2 separate regions of the Anas platyrhynchos genome follow, and region 2 is linked to region 1. A link is a contact called in public Hi-C data. All regions are on one chromosome and are shown on one strand. Each heading gives the region's core, a stretch centred on a gene start, on an enhancer-like site or on the middle of the called end of the contact. The rest is flanking DNA. Distances are from core to core; before and after follow the strand shown.

Region 1 (3,557 bases), core at 730-3,229:
TTTTTCCCTGTATTCCTGCTGTAAAGGATCTTGAAATTTCTGCACCTGCTTCTCGTTCAATCTCGATGAAAGTTCAAATTTTCAACAAATGATGTAGAATGAGTACTGATATTTTTTGTAAGATATAATTGTGCTGGAAGGCATCTAGACCTGTCAGCAGTATGGCTAAGACAGTATCTTCTAATACCAAAATATTTTTAAACTTAAAAACAAGCTTGAAATTTCTTTTTAATACTAAAAGAAGTTTCCAGACTGTTGTCAAGCCATTGCCCTGGTTTATCAGATTTCCTAGCGTTTGCTTCCAAAGTGGAACTTCCTCTGAGTAAGGCATGTGAAGCTGAAGAGAAGAAGCGGGATTTATCATTCAGAACTGTGCCTCCCATCACCCCACTGCACAATGCGTGTTGGAGTTCTGCTGTGTGACCTCCTGCTTGCTGCTGCTAATTCTCGACAGTATAAGTATACTACTGGGGATCTATCTGTATGTTGAGGTCTGCTTTTCTGGTGGGGAGAACTGAAGGCTCACCTGAAAACTTGACTCTTTGATACATTTTTTTCCACCATCATCATCTTTTCACTATGGAGGCATATGTGCATTAAAACCACATATGTGTGTGGACAGCAAGTCTTGAAAAACTGTGCTTCCCTAAAGTGACGATTTTTTTCCTGGTCTTTTACGCACTAGGCGGATTCCTTTGTTTTTTCCATGACTAATGGAAATATAGTAAATACATACTGGCTGTGTCTTGACTTGGATCTATTTTTGGATGGAGAGAGACAGCTAAGTGACTGTAAATACCTAGGTTATGGTAAGGATAACGGTGTCAGTTATTCCTTGCTAGAGAAACCTAAAATTTTGTTACAACAAAACTACCACTTCTGAACACTGCAACTGTTCCATTAGCAGAGTAGAATTATCATTAGACTTGAGAATCACTAATCAAGCTGTCTTGATGGTCTGTTACCAAAGAATGGAAAAAGGTTAAAGCAAACCTGTGTTAGGGAGAGAGATTGTAGTGGAATTTCACTTGGTGTTGGTTTCTGGAGTGCAATAGCTTCCCAGTGCAGAAATTCTGTTGCCTTGTCAAGAGTTTGAGGCTGCTGTGTTCTGGATCCCAGAAGTCACGCGAAGCTGAAGCACTTGTGAGTTCGTTCTTTCAGACAAGGTTATGAATAAGCTACTGCAGCTAATAAATCATGTTTATTGCTAACTGATCAGACTGAGTTCACATTTAGAAGCCGTGATTCATCAGATACTCTTTTGCATGTGTAAGAAAAGGATGTACAGCAGATAGATCTTGTTGCACGGACTTGTTTTCTGCCTCTGTTGTTTAACTTCAGTTAAAAAAAAAAAAAAGTTTTCTCCCCTTCTTACTGCCCTCCACATCTGTTGCTCATTCCTACTGCTGAACAACAACAGGTAGTTTCAGATGAGTTGTGGCTTGTCTGTTTCTACCCCAGCACACTCAGATAATGCCTGCGTGTTCCTCCTACCCCTGCTTCCACCTTTTATGTGCTCTGTTTTCACATTTGAGCTCAGTCACAGGTTGCCTTTTCATGCACGCTGTCCGGTTGTCAGGCCTGCACGACTTCGTGCATTGAGGAATGAGCTGTTCTGTGCTTTGAGGAGGTTGTCCAAGAAGATCAGCCACTTCTCCCAGGCTTTTACCCTTTACCCTCCACGGTAGCATTCCTTGAGATTTTACCGAGAAGAGTCCTGAACAGGCTGCATTCTGCTCTCGTGAAGTCCCATGTTAGAACTGCACGTACTGAGTCCTGTGCTGTGTACTGTACTATTTGTCTTTCTTGCTTCTCCCAGGACTTGAAACTCCACAACTTTGTGGTTGCTGCAGGCAAGCCAGTTTCTGACTTTCACATCCCTGTCTGTTTCTTCCTTGTTTGTGAGCAAGTACAGCAGAGCATCTTCACCGGTTGACTCACACACTAAATCATCACACGCTTGAGAAATCTGCTGGAGTGCTGTGCCTGACCATGCTCTACCAGCAGATACCATTGTGGGTCTAGGTCTTGATGTGTACCAGTGCCCACAATCATAGAGCTTCCTCCAGCTTTTAAAGGAAGGATTCTTCTTACTCCTCTTCTTCATGAAGAGATCTGTAGTGGGCATCAAGTGCAATGTCAATCCTGTTGGACTTTTCTCTGATCCTTACCTATAAGGTCTTGGAGTGTGTTGTCATTTGTTCAAGCAAAGCTCCGTGTGTTGAAGACATCCCTTTGAAATCTGATTGAGATCTGTGCTCTTCAACTTCCCAGCCTGGCTTTCCCAAGAACCTGCATCACTGCAGCCATGCAAGCTGTTGCACCCTCACTCTGTAAGAAGCTCTGACTTCGAAGTCTGCCTTTTACCTTCCATGCTGTGAGTGCAAGCACCTGAGGGAGATGGGCTCTTGGTTATGGCTTTTCCACAAGGGGGACAAGAGCATCTTCTCCCTTTTGGATTTTCCACATCTTCACTTAAGTTTTTAAGCTTTTCTTCACCATGCCCATATTACAGCCGTATTCACAAGCTAAGGGAGTTTGGTGGTAAAGATATTTGCTCTGCTGTTAACTGGATATTGACTCTCTCCTCGCTCGAGGGACTGAGAATACCACTTGGGCCTCTTCATCCTTCCCGTGGTGCTCAGCAGTCACTCTTGATTCACTCAACAGTAATGATTTTCTTTTTGGAAGTGTTGCTGGTGTCCCTGTGGGCAAGTGGGAAAGGGTAATAGTCTGAGGGCTGGATGAGCCTTGACATTTTTTTCTGAAACAACCTTGATCCAAACATCCAGCAGGCTGCAGACCTGCCAGGACCTCATGTTTATCTTCAGTGATGTTGTGCAGTGTGTTCATGCTGTCCTGCAGTTCCTTCACCTGGCCACTCAGCACCTCAAGGGTAGCAGCACCTCTTGTGGATGAGGCTGCTGCCATCCATTACCAGCCCCAGGGAGGAGCAACACAACTCCTCCCTGAGGAGTTCTTGGGGTTGGCATCTCTGATCTGAGAGGGCTGGTTATGCTTCATCTGCTGGTAAAGATTTTGCCACGTGGAGTGCCGTTAAGCAGTCTTGAGCGGCATTTCAGGGCTCTTTGTAGCTTTGCTGTGTGAACTGCTGACATCTGTTAGCTGAGCCCTGGGAGATGTGCTGTGCTTGTGATAATGTTATTAAACTAGTAAACCTTGCTATCTAGTTCTTCTCACAACAGAGAGGGAAAACATGCAGGTTTATGTAAATATTATGTTCTAGTTGAAATTAATTTCTCATAGACACATTGTGTCAATATTTTTTTAGCAACTCCAGTTTTGTAAACATACTTGTAACAACTGTTATTTTTGCAAGACAGCTATTCATTGATAATAATCCTTCTCTCTTTTTTTTTGTTGGCTGATGCCCTTGCATTGGCTGATGTTGTTGCATAATTTATCCTCAACACTGAAGGCCCAAACACAACAGAACTTTGTACAGTCTGTTAGATTATTATGATGTTCCTGATTGTATATTTCATGAGATACTGTGGAATGAATTTGAGTCAGAATCATTCCAGCCCTCAGAACTA
Region 2 (3,557 bases), core at 510-3,009, 56 kb after region 1:
AGACCAAGTGACAGTCCTACCTCCAGGAGAATGGGATCCATCTATACGAATTGAGCCACCAAAAAGTGTTCCTTCCCAGGTAAAAAAAAAAAAAAAAAAAAAGGCAAAAACACCACCAAAACTCCAATAAAGAGCTCCCATGCATTTCCAAGTGCAAGTTAATTGTGCATTGAGTGTTAACTTCAGTTAAGCATCAAGAAGATGCACAAAACCATTTGGAAGAAAAAGTAGATCATTCATCTAAGCAGAAAACTGATCTGACACTTTTTTTTTTCTATTTTTTTTTTTTTTTTTTAAGTAAATTTTATAGTACTGGGTCTGACCAGCATGGAGTTAACCTTCCCCACAGCAGCACATACAGTTCTGTGTGCTCTGCACTTGTAGCTAGAACAGCACCTATATATCACCAGTTTTGTTTATTGCTGAGCAGTGCTGGCACAGCGTCAAGACTCTCCACCCCTGGGCCAGTGGGATGGAGTTGAGCAAGAGGTGAAGAGGGGACATCACCAGGGCAGCTGACCTAAACTGACCAAAGGGATATTCCATACCATATGTCACACTCAGCAATAAAAGCTGGGGAAGGAGAAGGAAGGACTCGTGTTATGAAAGCATCTGTCCTCCCAGAGAACTTCTATGTGTACTGAGGCCCTGCTTCCCAAAATGTGGCTGAACATTGCTTGCTGGTGGGAAGTTGAGAGTAACTTATTTTCTTTCTATGGTCTTTGCTTATTTTTTTTTTCTCTTTCCTCTTTAATTATCCTTATCTCAACCCATGAGCTTTTTTTTCATTACATTTTCTCCTCTTCTTTGAGCAGTGTAGTGGAGTTTAGTTGACTGTCATAAAACCACCACATGTATTTATTGTAATTCTTTTTGTAATACTGAAATGAAGCTGTCTGAGATGGAGAGTTGATCCAAAATTGTACTTGGGTTCATATTAACAAATTTAATCTAACAATGAACAGCAAGAGTATTGTAATTCTTACCAAAAAACACACCTTTGTTTGCATGCGACATTGATTGAAAATAAGTTTTAATGTGTATTGGCTAGTAATTAATGTTTACAGAATATTTATGAAATAGATAAAAGTGTCTGGTTGTGCTACAAGGCTTAGAACTGAGAGTCAGGGTGAGACCTTAGTGGCCTCTGACTTCTTTCCTTTTTGCCTCTTTATTACTGAGGGAAATTACTGCCACAGGGATCAAAAATGGGGAGGAAGACCGGTGTTCTTCGTTCACAAGGCTGAGCTGGTGTTGAATTATGTGATTATTTAGGGAAGTGGTTGGAATGGAAGGGGGGACAGCAGTATAGCTTATCTCATGAGTAGTGTGAGGCTAGCAATTAATTTGTTGCCAGAATAAGCAAGGCTAAGTGTTTTTTCCTTTTTCTTTTTTTTTCTTTTTTTTTTTCTGGAATGCAAGATTGACTGAGAAATTTGTGATGAGATGGTGAGCTTGATGAATAACTTTTCAAGTTACAATAACATTTGTACTTAATACTGTACTTTGTTATAGAGTGAGGTCAGTTTCTGTTGCAAGCTGGAGGCTTCTGCTCTGGAAATGACTGAGAAAAAAATCTTAAGAAGATGTCTAAGCCACGTGGCTGAGCCTATACTATGTCTTGAAAAGGCAGACTTTGTTTCATCATGTCTCAGGGGAGATAATTCTTTTAGAAAGGGAAGATTAGTACTGTTGTGCAAGACACTAATAAGATCTTTTTGGGAGTGTTGCACAATTTTGGTCATCTGTATTCAATAAAAGAGGAATTTGGCACATGGAGAGCTGCTGATAAGCTGGGATTCTAAAAAGGCCTGGAAGGCAAGTCTCTGTACACTCTTCGCGGTTGCACTAAAAAGTATAATTTGAAGTATGTGTTTGTCTTGTGTGGCTTTTTTTTTTTTTTCCTTCTTTAGGAGAAAAGAAAGATACCTAAGTTTCCCAATGGATCTACTCCTACAGGAGAGACTCTTAAAGAAGAAGGCCATCATGCTGGACCCGAACTTGAGAGAACTGGAAGGTGTGTTCACTTCCCTAAATACTAGCTACCATAAAGAAATAAAAGTGATAAATCTCCATAGATTTAATGATGGCATTTAAACATAAACAAACAAACAACACCATTGTATGTGTCAGAACGCATCTGTTTTCCTTTTCAAGTGTTGGGTTCTTGCCTATAAATGGCAGTGTGCTTAAAGCATTTTCAAGCCTGTGGCAGTGTTTCTCAACACGTTTGTGAAGGATTTCTTATAAGATGCTGCTTGATTTAACTAACTGACTTTTAAGTGTTGAGTTTTAATTTTTAATTATCAAAAGCATGCAATTACCATAATTATACCAGGAATATACAATTTTCAGTATTGGGCTAGGTACTAAAAATTTCCGTTAATGCAAATCTGTTTTATTAAACATGTATGAAGTGGAATAACAAAGAATATAAAGTGGCAAAGAATACTGTTTTGGTTATGTTTCTTTTAGATCTGAAATAAAAATCAAAGGAACTTTTCGGTTGAGTTGCATTACTGTTCTGTTCTGAAATAATTGCCAAAAAAACCCCACCTCTCTAACAGTGGAAATGCAACTGAATAGGACTATATGTTAATATTGCATACCGGAAATTATATCAACTGAGAAATTCTGGAGAAGATGTATAAAGTTATCCCCAAAATGATAAACTTCTAAGTGATTTACATTTTTCTCATACCTTTGCAAGAAGGAATTATAAGCGTTGTTTTAATTTTTACAATTTTAGCTTCATCATACTCTTATCTTGCCTTTTTGCAGATGGTATAAGGAACAAAAGCTCATTTCTACCCACAGAATTATCTTTAAATAGCTAAAACTTTTTTTTTCCACAGGAATGGAAAATTTTGTTAAGGCTTTTATGTATAATTCAGAATAAACCAATTTTTTCCTAGTTACAAATTTTACTTAGTATTTAATTTTGAAAATTTTGAGAAGCTACAAAAAGCTTTTTAATTTCTTGGTAACTTACCCACTTGAACCGATTTATATACATTTGTTTTTGTATTTCCATTTAGAAAATATCTCCATACTCCAAATGTTATGCTGTTAAGTAAATATAGGTTCGTTCATCAATGTAGAGAATTCGGATCAAAAACAAAGCTATAACTGCTTACTGGAGTAGTGATATTGAAATGCAATGATTTTGGTTGAAGTTTAGCATATGTCTCTTGTTCCTTGTTCTGAATCTCATAAGACGGATTTAACTTTAAACATAATTAAGCTATAGATATTTGTAAAGATATTTTTCAGTATCTAGCCCGTTATATGCAAAAATTCCTAGCCAGCTTTTAAAAATGTGGGTGGCCTGATTGATGATACTTTGGAAAAATAATGAATTGGAATAGATAAGATTCTCACTTATATTTTAAACTGTGTTATGCTTTAATCTGGATTATAAAATAGCTAATTTTGTGCTGGCAATAGGCACTGGCAGTCTTGTGTAGCCCATAGTTTTGAACTAGCTAGAATCCTTTAGTGTACAGTTTGACGAGTTTCATCTCACCTATTTAGGCTTTTTGGTGGTTTGATACTTG

The links. A called contact is a pair of places that touch in the nucleus more often than the background predicts.
Region 2: a contact with region 1 is called in a Hi-C map of F1 follicle, with 2.8 times the contacts expected there. The contact joins two enhancer-like sites. A contact is called at or near these places in 5 of 8 Hi-C or Micro-C datasets (F1 follicle, liver, skeletal muscle and 1 more).

The regions. Positions count from the first base shown.
Region 1 is chr2:118,369,927-118,373,483 of IASCAAS_PekinDuck_T2T, forward strand. The region is part of intron 1 of SLC4A7 (solute carrier family 4 member 7); the gene reads left to right. Among named protein-coding and RNA genes, the nearest start is that of SLC4A7, 53 kb to the left of the region's middle. Within about 2 kb of position 1,980, at least 2 of the 8 cell types and tissues checked have an H3K27ac peak or open chromatin away from gene starts, as enhancers often do.
Region 2 is chr2:118,426,237-118,429,793 of IASCAAS_PekinDuck_T2T, forward strand. It overlaps SLC4A7 (solute carrier family 4 member 7), which reads left to right. Exons shown (of 26, transcript XM_072033453.1): 11 at 1-79; 12 at 1,914-2,017; 13 at 3,535-3,557. Among named protein-coding and RNA genes, the nearest start is that of NEK10, 26 kb to the right of the region's middle. Within about 2 kb of position 1,760, at least 2 of the 8 cell types and tissues checked have an H3K27ac peak or open chromatin away from gene starts, as enhancers often do.